3 separate regions of the Mus musculus genome follow, and regions 2 and 3 are each linked to region 1. The links are chromatin contacts, called in public Hi-C maps. All regions are on one chromosome and are shown on one strand. The core of a region is the stretch at or near the end of the contact, and the rest is flanking DNA. Distances in the headings are between cores, read along the strand shown.

Region 1 (4,454 bases), core at 1,135-3,634:
TGGCTGGAGAGTCACCACAACATGAAGGACCACAGCATTAGGAAAGTTGAGAACCACTGCTCTATACTACAGCCCTCTGTAAAAGGTGACCAATGAGCAATGGCAGAGAGACCTAGGTTGCTTCCCAGCACATGGTGCCCTTTATATTCAGAACAGAAAAGACTGCCAAGGTCCACCCAGCCAACCACTCACTGAGCATAACATTCTTTGCCCGGGAAGAAAAGGTTTTTGTTCGAATCCCATCATCGTATATTGGAAGGTAAGTGTATTTTCTTTGGGTTAATATGCACAGATTTTTAATTCCTTGGATTTTATTCCCAACCTAAAGACAAGCTTTGTTCTTACCCTGAGTACCCAGGAGGGTGTATGTGGAGGGGATGGTCAACACCTTCAGCAGCTTCCGTGTTACTGTCCAGGCCAATTACTACTGGATTATTAGCCATGCCCTTGGGTTCTCATGGGTTCACCCTCTGACAGAGCATTCTTCTATAGATGTATCTAGACCCTCAAGCAAGTCTTTGACTAAGTGACAATTGCTCAAGTCAGAAGCCATATGTAGGTGAACCTTACTTCAAGAACAACTGATGCAGGAGGGAGGACTCTGTGACTAAGCACTTGCTCGGCAAGTGTAAGGACCAACATTTGGGTGTCCAGACACACGTAAATGCTGGATGAGTGTGGTGTGCCTCCTGTAATTCTTGCCTCAAAAGGTAGGGACCGTAGATTCCCCAGACTAAGCTGGCTAAAACGAGCCATCTTAACGGGCTCTAGGTTTGAGAGACCCTGCTTCAGTGATTAAGGTAGAAGATCAATAGAGGATGGCTCCCAACACCAGCCTTACTTCCACATATATGTGCATATGTGTGCAGCTACACAGGTATGCCCCCACACACGAAAAACCTGCCCACACAGGTATGCAGCACACAAGAAATGGAAAAGGTAAAGCAAGGGCTGGAAAGTGAGTCGGGGTTCCCCACAGGCACAGAAGAAAGAGCAGCAATCCTGCCCTCCATCACATCTCCGACTCCTGCACTCATGGACAGAGCATATAAGGTGGCCCACGTGGGTTTGGAGTCCAGCAATGCATACCGATATTCTCTAAAACAGCTGCTGATGGGAGGAGACTGGAGATGGGATTCCATATCAGGGTGACAAGGTGACCAGGAGGTATGAGCTGGAAAACAACAAGGTTCACAGGGATACCCAGCAATTGCAAAGTCCCACCTAACAGCTTTCTGGTCTACTGTAAATGGAGGGGCCACTTTCATCCCATTGACCAATAAGGTCACAGAGGCCAAGTGACCATTAAGAGTCACCTGCATAGAAGTGGTACAACCAAATGAGAACCCAGCTCTATGGAGTTCTAAATCCACATTGTTCCCCGATAGAGAGCTGCTGGTGATGCTTTTCGGATATATATATACACACAATATATACACACATGGGTTAACATGCTCATATCTGTGTGTGCACAGAGAAACAAACAAAAAGGCTTCAACCCTGCTGTGACCTATGGGTTCTAGTGTTCTGTGAGAGTGCTCCCCTCCATGGGAGGCATAAGTCCATCCCTGCGGTCCTCTCACAGAGGCAGCATTGGGTCTGTTACTGTCTTCAGTTGGCCGGCATGAGCACCTGCCCAAGCCACTTCATCTTCACAGCACACGTTCACATCTACTCCCACCACACTTCCTGGCCTGGCTCCTACAGAACACTTTCAACCCTTTCTTTCCACTTCCCAAGTCCCAGAGCTGATCTCCAGGGCCAATCTGACTCCCTTGCCTGTGCAGTAAGCCAGCGCTTGCCCATCAATGATGGGCATCTGGCCCTGGCAGGTCCCTGTCCTCTGGGACTCACAGGCAGACAGGTAGCTAATCACAGTCAAGGGAAACATGGGATCCAGAAAAACAGCTTCTCTCCCACAGAAGAGCTCTTGTGTGCTCAGGGTGTCAGCCCGGTGGGAGAAGACCCAGGGGACTTTCTACATGCCCAGAGACCCCCACCTTGATAAGCCTTTGCCAGTGTGGCTCTGGGCCACAATTTGGTAAATAATGATAGAGCCATCCATCAGCCTGGTGGCATGTCCTGGACAACAGGGGCCTCTGCCAGCATGGTATTCTGTTTCTCAAAGCCCCCTTCCCGGTGCAGTTCCTTTATTCCAACTTGGGAAACAAAGCCTGGGAGTCCAGCCATAACAGACTTGCAAAGCCCACACGAGAAACTACCTGGGTTGGCAGGAGGGGTTCTGCTTGGTGGGCCTCTGTGCAGCTGCATAGCCTTAAGAAGAGTGAAGCAGACCCCTGGCCTGGTGGGTACTGGAAAGGGACCTCTCCAGTCTCCCTAGAAGGAGGCAGCTGGCCAGGGTAGTGTCATGTTTCCTGAGGAGCCTGACTCCTTTGAAAGCTTAAGGGTGCCATCTTGTGCTTGAGAGTTGTCAACGCACCCGGTTCCCAGTGGGATGCAGCAGGAGCTATCTGCCCGCTGCCTTTCTCCCCTTTTCTTCCTCTAACCCGGGGCTTCTTGACCTCTGTAGGATCCCCAGCTACCAGAAGGGTCTCAGTCCCGAGAACCTGTTGGGGGGGTGATGCTTATTTGAGCAGTCTGGCACCTGCCCTGCATCCTGAGTCACCTTCTCCGTGACACCTTGTTGGTGGTCCTGACCCTTTGATGCTGTGTTCTGTGCAGCCTGCAGGTAGGTGGGCAGGAGGGGACTGTGAGAGGCAGGGCCTAAAAATCCAAAAGGTACTTATTTATGAGAAAGGAAGAGAGAGATGTAAAAAAGGCGAAAGGGCAAAGGCGTGAGAGGAGAAGAAGGGGGCGAGGGAAGAGAGATGGGAAGGACTGTAGAAGACAAGAAGAGAGGGGGGAGCTACTGTACTTGCCTTTGGCTAATTGCAGCTGTAGCATCTAATTTCAGAAATTATTCTGTCTGTTCAGGAGCACGTGTGCATGTTCTATGGATTCAGAGGATGTGCACATTTGGGAAACTGACACAAATAAAGGAAAAAGCCACTGTCCCTAAGTGTACTGTCCCCATGGGTATCAGGTTCTTCATAGGGAGAGACTAGGGTGGGGGCAGTGTTTACAGAATTCAAAGTTAGGTCTTCCACCCACTGGATATCCTTCCCCCTGACTTCACTGCCAGACTCGCAGAAATGCCTGCTTTGAGTTTTAACTCATTTCCTCTTGATTTTTAGATTCAAACATCTTCAAATATGGCGGGGGTGGGGGTGGGGGCAGAAACAGAAGATATTTGCAGCAAAGAACAAAGTAAAGAAGACAGCAGAGGGTCCAAATGGTCCTCAGTACTTCATCAGGCTTAAATCTTCTTCTGTTTTCTCTTTCTGAAATAAAATCCAGGGGCAGCATTGAGAAACCAAATGCAGACATACACACAGAAAACACAGACAGACAGGGAGACAGCTGTACCATCTTCATAAACACAGAGCCAGCCCTTCCCAACTCGCACAGCCTGGCCTAAGTGACAGGGCATAGCTACTAGCCAAGGAGTTGTGTGGCAGTGTCACACCTCAAAGCCCATCACTGTGTAAGAGAAGTACACACTTACACACACACATATGAATAGAAGATCTAGAGAGGGCAAAGCTGCAAGTGTTTTGTTGGTATCTTTTGTGCTTTGAAGATAAACAGCCTCAGGGGAGTGAAGAGAAGGGACATGAAGATCACCCCAAGAAGGGAAGGAACCTGGGTCTTTAAGCCACCCTCTCTGTCTCTGACTCTCCAGGCTTGCACAGTGCAGCTATGAGGAAGGTGTGCCCTTTGCCATGCAACCCAGCATGCCACTAGGGTTACTGAGGGCAAGCTTTGGCCTGGCAGAAAAAGGTATGGAGCAGTGTCTTGCAGGGCTCTGTAGTTTAAACTCAACACAGATCGGGAGGCGTCTTGAGGTCTTACAAACTACACACACTAAGTCCCCATCTTCAGCAGCTTGGCTAAATGGGTGTTTTAATGCAAATTAGTTCAAATTGCTATCAAGAGTAATTATGGTAAAAGACAAGCAGCCTTTCCATCATCCTTCCCTCATTCAGCTCTTCTATGGTGTTTTTTAAATAACGTAGCCATAAAATTTCAATTGACCACTAAAAGAAGTGCTGCTGGCAATGGGGAGACAGAGGCAGGAAGAGGGGGCAAAGGTGCCATGAGCCATGGTCTATGGTGGGGGTCCACATGGTTCTCTCTCCTCACAGCTTGTCTTTGCTAGGCAGGGTTGCTCTGTGGGGATGAGGTGACTTCCCCAGGCGTTCAGACTGAGGTCAGGAAAGGGCACAAGGTCAGGGCAGCAGGGGAGATCAGGCCTCTGCTGCACTCGCCCCCTCCTTACCAGGCACGCCTCTCTTTCCCCACCTTCAGTTGCTGAAGCCAATTCATTATGATAATATTAGGTAAAACAGGCAAGCCTGTAAGATAGAAAAATTACATCTCATTTGTTCTAAATT
Region 2 (4,454 bases), core at 1,213-3,712, 640 kb before region 1:
GCAATAAAAAAAAAAAAAAAAAAAGCTAGGCTAACTTCTTCTGGGCCCACATCTTGGACAGAAGAGGAGAGCCAGTGCAGCTATTGGTGTTGGGACTGCAGGGTCCACACAAGATATTTGCCTCATAGAATGGTCAGTTAGGCAGTCCTGATCAAGGCTGGACAGGGAAGTAGAGCTTAAGAGATAGTATGGAGAACACTACCAAGAGTGGTTAAGGACGTGCTCCCTGGGTTAAGGAGGTGCTCCCCAGGCGAACACATTCATGTCCCATACTTCTCTTTCTGACCCACAGCAGGGGCTGTGGGGGAGGCTGTTTTTTTTTTTTTTTTATTAGTGATCGAGTACAGTTGCATATATTGAAAATGTACCAGACAATTTGTTTATTATGCTTTTTAAAATATTTTACTTAATTTTGAGACAGGGTCTCATGTAGCCCAGGCTGGTCTTTCATTCACTCTGTACCCCACAGGTGATCTTGAGTGTCTGATCTTGTGACGTGCTGCAGCTGTAAGGCACCAAACCTGGTTCACGCAGGCTTTGTGTGAGCCAGCACTCTGCCAACTGAGCTACATCTCAGGCCTGAAACTACGCCAGGTGGACACGCTAAGTTTTTGTTGTTCTCAGCTATCACTGGAGCTGGGTCTGGTCAGTTTTGCTAGGGCTATGCATCTACCAACAGACATTGCCTGTCTATGGTTTCTGTATATCCTGATAGTTCCCAACCTTAGGATTTTGGGGCAAGCCTTCCCTGAGGATGCCCTGTCTTGTTCCTCAAGTCCCTTGAGGCACTGGAAAAGGGAAGTATGCAGTATATGCCTGTTGCTGTCTTGAGGGCCTTTGCCCCGTCCCCATCTCCTGCTGGACAGGCAGAGCAGCAGTAGTGCCCTTTTCCTCCAGCACTGGAAGACTGATTGAATTATTTGTGCTAAAGTGGACTTGCATTAGGAGCAGCACTGTGCTAATTAGCCTGGTTCTGTGACTGTGGGCTGAGACGAGGGCCAATCTATCTAGAAGTGTCCAGAATGTATGTTTGGTCTAGAATGAATGTCCCTGGGGAAGTATCCTGTAACAATGCCATTGTCTACTGCTACCCAGGAACCCTTCCTAAGAGCAGCCATACTGGAGGGTAAGGCGTCAACTTGGCCATGCTTGGGTACTCCGTTGTTTATTGACATACATTACAGCCCTAGAATATGTGTCCCTCCAAGTCCTGTACCCAATGCAAGTCTCAGCTCTGCCGTGCCTTAGGAGCCAAGGAATCTTAGTTTTCTTACACAGTCAATTCATAACTTTCTTGAAAAACTACCTTTTTATCTATTTTTAATATATGTAAAAAGGTTATGTTTTCAATTTTAAAATATGACCAGCAACACTGGACTTTTTTTTGCCTTATCCTTTAAGAACCAACCCACGAACAGGTGAGGCATTTCAAAAAATTTTCCAGTAGAAACTCTAGTGGGCTCTCTCTAGCTCGTCTGTTTCTTCCTGTCTCATGGGGAGAGTTTACCCCATGTTTTATCTAGTGGTCAATGACAGGGAGCATGGGAGAAAAGAATGAAAGAATTCCAGTCTCTTTGCTGGAACAAGAAGCCAGGCAGGAGGAAGCGAGGGGTCTGAGCAGCTTTGATTCCCCTGGAGCCATAGGGTGTGCCCCAGAGACAGCTGCAGGCCACAGTGAGCGGGTATCCTTATAAAATACCTTCTGGGCCCTGGGCTTAGCATAGCCTCCATGGGTTCCTGCCCTCAGAAAAGGGAGGAGAGGGAAGCCAACGCTCTCATTGCACCTTCTTAGATTTCCTGACTCCTTGGGTGTTGGAAGTTGATTCCTTTCATGAACCCGGAATAGGAAATGTGCATGAGAAATGTCAACTTTCATCAGGAAACAGAAAACCAAAGCAAGCCAACAGTTGAAGCCCCTGAGCGCCTAGCGCAGCCCTTCCAGAGGTGGTGGGTGCATAACTTCCCACGCTCTGGCTGACCCTCACAGCCATCCCTGACCATCACCAGTAGCCATAGGGAAGCTGCTTTCACACTCACTTTGAAATTCCCTTTTCAGTGTATGGGTCATTGCCTTAAAGCCATGTCACCAGACATGAGTTAATCTTTGGGCGACCCTCCCTATTTTCTGTTAGTAGTAGATGAGATTATCAGTTACTCTGCTAACTTTAATACAGATTGTATCTACTAAGTACCATGCCAGTATTTAAAATGCTAATCGTTTAGCTCATTTTAGAAAGTATCTTTCTATACATGTTTGCCCCCATACTTTGTTTCCCTGTCTAGGCTTCAGTAAGCCTCCCAGTATAGTGGCACCTTGGCTCGGTGCTGTGGGTTTGTTAGTGCACTTAGCCTTCGAAGGACAAACACAGCATTGTAGCAGGAAGCTTTGCCTTTCCGTGGGATCTGCTGGAATTTTACTTTATCAACTGTGCTCCTCGGCTCTCAGCCCAGTCATAGTTTTTGGCTGACGCTCGGCCACCACCTTCTCACTTTTCTGGGAACACCATTACTTTCGGCCACACTCACGCTCTGACCTGTGCTACTTGGAAAGTTTTGAGATGAAGTCACTGCTGGTTCGAGTTACTGGACAGACATTAATTCACCCAGCTGGGTCTATTCAGAGGTAGCAGCCTAGGGTCCTGACAGCCACCGTGGGTGAGAAACGGGACTCTAACGAGGGGGGAACCAGGGAAGTGAGCCTTGCAGAGGTCGTCTGTGGGAATTTGACTGAGAATAGGGAATCAGGGAGGCAAGTTTTTTACCCCTGAAAGTCAATGTGGAAAACACCTTCCTTTCTAACTAGATGTGGCATGAAAAACCCTAAGAAACAATTATTAATTATGCCGTCCAGTAACTAGTGAAATCTAAATGAAAACCTATATGACATCTCTCACACACGCACTCATGCACACATGCAGGCATGCACATCTATATTTAAAGGTCCCATAGTTGGAGATAGTAAGACATTCCCTTTATTAAAGTACCGTGGCCTGTGTAAGCCTTCCCAGATGCAGTGTGAAGATAGGGACCCAAGGTCCTCAGGTTGGAGTGTAGATTTATCCTCTATGAAGCTTTGTTAAGCCTAGCAGCCTCAGTGCCACTATCCTAGAAGAACAGGGGGGAGGGAGGAGGAAGATGACTCCTCCCCTGCCCCAGGGTATAACTCGCCTGTGACCCATACACTTTACTGCATAACGCCCAGATGTCCAAAACCATTTTTCGTTAGCACTGTGAAATTTGATAGAACGTGTAATGTGATACAGCACACGAACTCAGTGAGAGAAATAAAACACAGCCCAAGTTCTAAGTGTAAGATTTTCAGGGGTGCTTTTCCTAAAGGTTAAAAACCCAGAACAAAGCCCTGGGGAGGGGCAGGGGCAGTCTCACGTGGGGTCTGCTGCTGCCACCTCCTGGACCCTTCTCTCTTTGTCCCTTTCTGATGCTTTCATGCGCAGACATTCATTAAGGTTCCTGGTGAAGTTTCTGTGGACACAGCCTTCATAAACAACAGCAACACTTCTCAGTTCTGGGCCTGTGTTCTAGAAGATGACAGCTAGGTCTGCAGAGACAGGAGGACACGGCCCAAGGCCACACTGGGAAGTTCAGATGAGATCATCTTCTGGTGGACCAGGTGGACAGGGAGCCGTGGGAGAGGGAGGTATTTGTTCTTGGTATCGTCCTCACAGTCTGGGTGCCCCTGGGAGCAAAGCTTGTCCCTCTGTCTTCTACCAACAGCTGTGTCAATGTGCTGAGAAACTAGCTCTTCAGAAGGTTTACAAATCCAGAATACAGATGTCTGGGTGACAGCAGTGCTTGGCACTTCAAGAGTGTCCCTTACTGATGTCTAATGACAGGATTAATGTGTGAGGACCCAGAGCAGATCATAGAGCTTGTTTCTTTTCCTTATGAGGCTAGGTGAGCCTTAGAGGCCCTGTGATGACTTAGAGAGTCCCCCTGATTTAACCTTGTGACTTAGTTTCCTCATTGGTAACTGGAGAGAGTTAAATGGAAATAGGCTTTTTTTTTTTTTTAATGTTATTTGTCTGTGACTTGTTCTGTAGATGAGAAGCCAAGAGGGTTGGTTGACAGCCCAGCCATGCTGGCCAGGCTGAACTGTTTCTGCCTTTCCTGTTGGTAAGCAAATGACTTTAAAACGCACATGTGACTCCCACACTCCTTTTCTAGGACTTTTCTGAAGCAGAGATGGGTTGAAAACTGTAACCACAGCCTTGTCCCTTTGTGACAACATTGTGGATTTGAAACTCGTTTCACTTGTATTTTTAATACATTGATTACAATTGGTATGTGTGGTTTTATATGTCCCCTTTCCCTACTCAGGCTTTGGCCATAAACTGTTCCTTATTTTGCATTAATAAACTTTGTGACCAGCCTTTACAAATGTCAGATGATCTTACAAATGAATTTAAAAGCATTTATTAAACCCAGTTTTACAT
Region 3 (4,454 bases), core at 985-3,484, 560 kb before region 1:
TGCACAGAGGCTCACAAACATGCAGATACACAAATACACATTACATACTCACACCACATGCACAGAGAAACACACGTGAGCATTGATTAGGAGGTAGCATTTAGCAACACTTACTGAAGAGAGTGTGAAAATGTGCATGCTGATTCTGGAAGTTGTGAAAGGTCAGAGGTGGCAGGTCGCCTGCTGGAAGAAAGAGAGAGGTGGATGACAACATGACTGTTACCAAAGATTGGTGGAATGACCTCTTGTGTGGACATTGTGGGTGGGACGAGCTGTGTTGGAGCTCAGAGGCTCTCAGAACTAATTCTTACTGATGAATCCCCTCAAGCACGAATCATTTATGTTTCTTCAACCTCTGCTTCCTTATCTGAGAAATGGGGATAGCCTGCCTCACATGCCTCCCAGGCAGTGAGAGCCATGTGAGAAAGTGCAGGCAGCTGTCAAAATACAAAATCCAGTGTTTGCCTTCATCAGTTCCTTGAGGAAACTGGGCCAGAGTTGAGGGGCAGGCCAGACCCCCATCTGTGCAGACTTTACAGCTTGAGCCTAAGACATACTATGTCTAAACCATTATGCATTTAGAAAATGCTTTTTCAATATGGTTAGACTCCAGGGTGGGAAAAGCAGGGCCCAGAGCAGCAGGAGGCCTGCAGCAGCTTCTTAGAGTAACCTCACTGGAAAAGAGCCATGGCAGAATGGATGGGCCATGGGAATGGACAGACACCTCTGTGACACAGCTTGGGGTCATGAAGGAGCCATCATAACCAGAGAGACCACTGAGTTAGCCATGAGGAGCATCTAGAGTGTCATCTAGGAGAAGCCCCTGACGTTTCTGAGACTTCCGAGGCTTAGGTGTCCCTGGTGTGGAAAATGCACTGGGAGAGCTTTCCCATGAAGAACCACCCACCATTGGTAGGAAGTTGCCTGCCCACTAGAGGACTCAGACTCCTATTGGTGGAACTGGAGCCGGCTGGCGTCTTTTCCCCAAGGACAAAAACACTGTATCACCCAGCTACTTCTAACCTCAACAGTGGCCAAAGTCTATGTTCAAAGCATTTCAGACATGTCACATGGCCATTCATTGACCAGGGCCCTTCTACCTCTCCCTGCTTGGTAATAATAGCCCAACCACTTAGAATGCTTGAGAGATGAACACTACTTGGGAAGAGGAGAGACAAATGGGTTTCTGCTGCCCCTAGCCCCATCTCCGCTTGCTCCATTTTATTGAAGGTGATTTCTTACCACTTAGTTCTCCTACTGCACCATCTCAATGCAGGAGGTTGAGTTGCTGCCAAAGTCCACAGAAATATTCTCAACCCACATTAATAGCAGGAAGGTCAACTTTCACCGTGATGACTTATTGAGAGCTCCCTATTAAACACGTCTGGCCTCCAGATAAGACTTTTTCATCCTGTTAGCAGCCTGATGAGGTATTGTGTTAATTAGGATTTTTTTTTTTTACAGAGACAGCACTTATAGAATGGACCTATGTGTACATGTATGTATGTATGCATGTATCTGTGTATATGCATGCATTATGCATGTATGTGTGTATATATATGTTTGTATGCATGTATGTGTATGTATATATGTATGTATACATGTATGTATGTATATATGTTTGTATGCATGAATGTGTGTGTATGTATGTATGTATACACACATATGTATAAAGGAAGGTTAATAGAATGGCTTACAGGCTGTGGTCCAGCTAGTCCAAAAATGGCTGCCTACCAATGGGAGTTCCAAGAATCCAGTAGTTGTTCAGCCCATGTGGCTGGATGGCTCGGCTGGTCTTCAGTATGTGCCTAAATTCCAAAGAAGTAAGCTCTAGTGCAGTGAAGGAACGGAATTGCTAGTGAGAGTGAGAACAAGCAGGCAAAGAGATCAAGCTTTCTTCTTCCATGTTCGTTATTTAGGCTGCGGCAGAGGGAGTGGTCCAGATGGAAGGTTGTGGATCTTCCCACCTCAAAAGGTTCAGATTAAAAGTGGTTCTGCCCACTTCAAATGATTTAATTAAGAACAAAATACCCCAATACAGCTGCCTAGGTTTTAGTTAATGCCAGACATAGGCAAGTGGACAAGGGTAGCCATCATAGGGCTGGAAATGGTTTCATAGATGACAGGACTGACCACTGGATGTCCCCATGGCAGCTTGGTAATGCCTCTGGTGGCAGGATAGAAGCCTCCGTGGGCCCTAAGTGCTGAGGGAGGCCTGCCAGGGCATAGAACCAGACTCTGACTCTGCAGCTATTGTAGAAGATGGAGAGGTCATGGCAAGATCCAGACAGCAGGCTGGGACCTGGCTTCGGTGGGCATTCAGTGTTTTCACCCCAATTGCTGTGCCTGGGAATCTTGCCCAAGATCAGTTTGCACTGTACTTTGAAACAGAAACAAAAACAAAGCCAAGCCTTAAACCCATCTCAATTGATTGCTCCTGGCAGATGTCTCTATTTTAATCTGGATCCAGTGGAGGAGTCGGAATTCTAAACCAGTTTGGAGGAGTCTATATTTGTAAATCAATTTTAAAATGCAAATGTTTTGTTCCTAAATATGGACAAACTACTTAGAAGCTGAAATATCAGAAACAAATTCCAAATAGCCATAGACATTCACTGCCTAGTTGGGTATGGCCATAGTATAAGTTCACTTTAAATTCAAGGAAAATATGCTGAAATAAGTATGTGGCTGGCAGTGGGACGTTTTGCCTTCATTTAAACCTGCCATCCTTCCCTGCTTTGCCTTCGTCATCCCTTCAAACCTTCACTGAAACTAGGCTTAAAAAAAAACTGTTCAAAGAAAAGTTTTTCACATACGGAAAGTTGTCCTCTGACATTTGTGGTATACTTTCTGGAAGAGAGGAGACACAGAGGCCACCCACACTGAGCCTAGGCAGGTTGTCTCTATCCCACTCTCTTCCCTCTTTCCCTTCTAGAGGCATGGCAGTCAAAGTTGCCCATTCTCTCCAGGAAAGGAGCTACCTACCCTCTGCTCTGTGCTGCAGGCTGTGGGCTGTAGGACAGTTTGAATATTTTCTCTTGATCTCTTGCTAAGCCTACCTTAAAGTTCTGACAGGCATGCTTGCCTCCTCAGAGCTTCAGTCCCTAGTTTGTAAACAGCATGCTGATGCTTCGAGTTCAAGTCTGTAGTCTTTTCTCAGCAATAATGCATGGTACCTAGGAGCTGGATTGGTGGTTTGTTTTGGCTTTGTTTTGTTATTTTCTTTTTTTGTTTTTCTCAGACGGAATGAGTATTCATCCAGAGACCAACACTGGGCAGCATCAAAGGCTTGGGATGGAGTCTGGACATATGTACTGCTTCTGTGGCTGTCATTGGTCTTTGGCAAACTTCTGCTTCCTTACTGTTTGGAAGGCAGGGAGGCAGCGAGGCAGGAAGACAGGCAAAGAGGCAGTCGGGCAGAAAAGAAGGCAGGAAGCTAAACAGATAGATAGATGGAAGGAAGAAAGGAAGAAAGAAAGGAAGGAAGGAAGGAAGGAAGGAAGGAAGGAAGGAAGGAAGGAAGGAAGGCAGGCAGGCTGGCAAGGCTGCCAGCCCTCTTTCAAGTTCATTACAAAGACTGGAAAGCCCCCCCCCCTTTGCTCATGTATATGCTAGTCATAGCACTATTGGAACTGGGTGGGAGATCCAAATGCAATGACTTCCTATGAAATCAGCTAAAACTAAGAGCCACATGCTCTCCCTCTGACATCTGATGAATGACTAGAATTATATTATCTCTCCTAAACATATTTTTCCTGGTGGCAGGGTATCCCACACCAGCACCACAGGCCAGTTGAATTTCTTCAACTACAAGAGATCTTCGCCTGACCCAGAATCAGCTGTGCTTTGTTCTTCTCTTTATAGAAGAAGCAGGGTGCTGGTCTCCAGCAGAAGGGACATCAGGTATGAGCCAATCCAAAAGCATCAACCTGTCAAGAGTCACAGAGCTGGGAGCGGTGACAGTGGCTCATCTTGTTGCTATGACCAAATGCCTGACAGGAAGTAGACTTAGGAAGAAATTGTTTAATTGGCCCAGTTTGAGGGTTCAGTCCATCATGATGGGGAAGGCAGGGCAACAGGGGTTGAAGTTTCATCTGGACTCAGAAGTCAGGGAGAGGAGAATGTTCATGCTTAGTTGGTTGCCATTTTCCTTTATATTTAATTCGGGTTCCTAACCCACAAGAAGGTGACGCTGAGGAAAGAAGACTCCCCTACCCTAACTGTGTTAGTACCATTCGTTCCTCAGTTAATCCTTTCTGGAAGCATCTTCACAGACACACTCAAGAGTTGTATCTCCCAAGCAATTCCAAATCTAGTCAAGTTGACAAGACCAAAAAAGTCATAGAAACCCCTAGCGGGCACGGCACACCTTGAGCTGGGTGGCAGGAGCTGCAGATAAAGCCAATAAGAGGTTTGCCGGGTTTGGTCAGTGATACAGCAATGCAAGCTCACAT

What was found. A called contact is a pair of places that touch in the nucleus more often than the background predicts.
Region 2: a contact with region 1 is called in a Hi-C map of muscle stem cells, with 5 times the contacts expected there. The contact joins two enhancer-like sites. A contact is called at or near these places in 1 of 39 promoter capture datasets (hippocampal neurons), 45 of 484 Hi-C or Micro-C datasets (adipose-derived mesenchymal stem cells, cardiomyocytes, cerebellar granule neurons and 24 more), 6 of 115 datasets of contacts at active chromatin or transcription factors (astrocytes, differentiating embryonic stem cells, embryonic basal ganglia and 3 more) and 2 of 9 other capture datasets (embryonic tail and embryonic trunk).
Region 3: a contact with region 1 is called in a Hi-C map of stem cell-derived neural stem cells, with 3 times the contacts expected there. The contact joins two enhancer-like sites. A contact is called at or near these places in 5 of 484 Hi-C or Micro-C datasets (cranial neural crest, myocytes, neural progenitor cells and 2 more) and 2 of 9 other capture datasets (embryonic tail and embryonic trunk).

The regions. Positions count from the first base shown.
Region 1 is chr7:135,835,186-135,839,639 of GRCm38.p6, reverse strand. No RefSeq gene overlaps it. Among named protein-coding and RNA genes, the nearest start is that of 6330420H09Rik, 17 kb to the left of the region's middle. Within about 2 kb of position 2,384, at least 23 of the 459 cell types and tissues checked have an H3K27ac peak or open chromatin away from gene starts, as enhancers often do. A contact at or near this core is called in muscle stem cells, proximal limb bud and stem cell-derived neural stem cells, where this site is marked.
Region 2 is chr7:136,478,884-136,483,337 of GRCm38.p6, reverse strand. No RefSeq gene overlaps it. Among named protein-coding and RNA genes, the nearest start is that of Gm29931, 15 kb to the left of the region's middle. Within about 2 kb of position 2,462, at least 17 of the 459 cell types and tissues checked have an H3K27ac peak or open chromatin away from gene starts, as enhancers often do. A contact at or near this core is called in muscle stem cells and proximal limb bud, where this site is marked.
Region 3 is chr7:136,393,856-136,398,309 of GRCm38.p6, reverse strand. No RefSeq gene overlaps it. Among named protein-coding and RNA genes, the nearest start is that of Gm29872, 5.7 kb to the right of the region's middle. Within about 2 kb of position 2,234, at least 16 of the 459 cell types and tissues checked have an H3K27ac peak or open chromatin away from gene starts, as enhancers often do. A contact at or near this core is called in stem cell-derived neural stem cells, where this site is marked.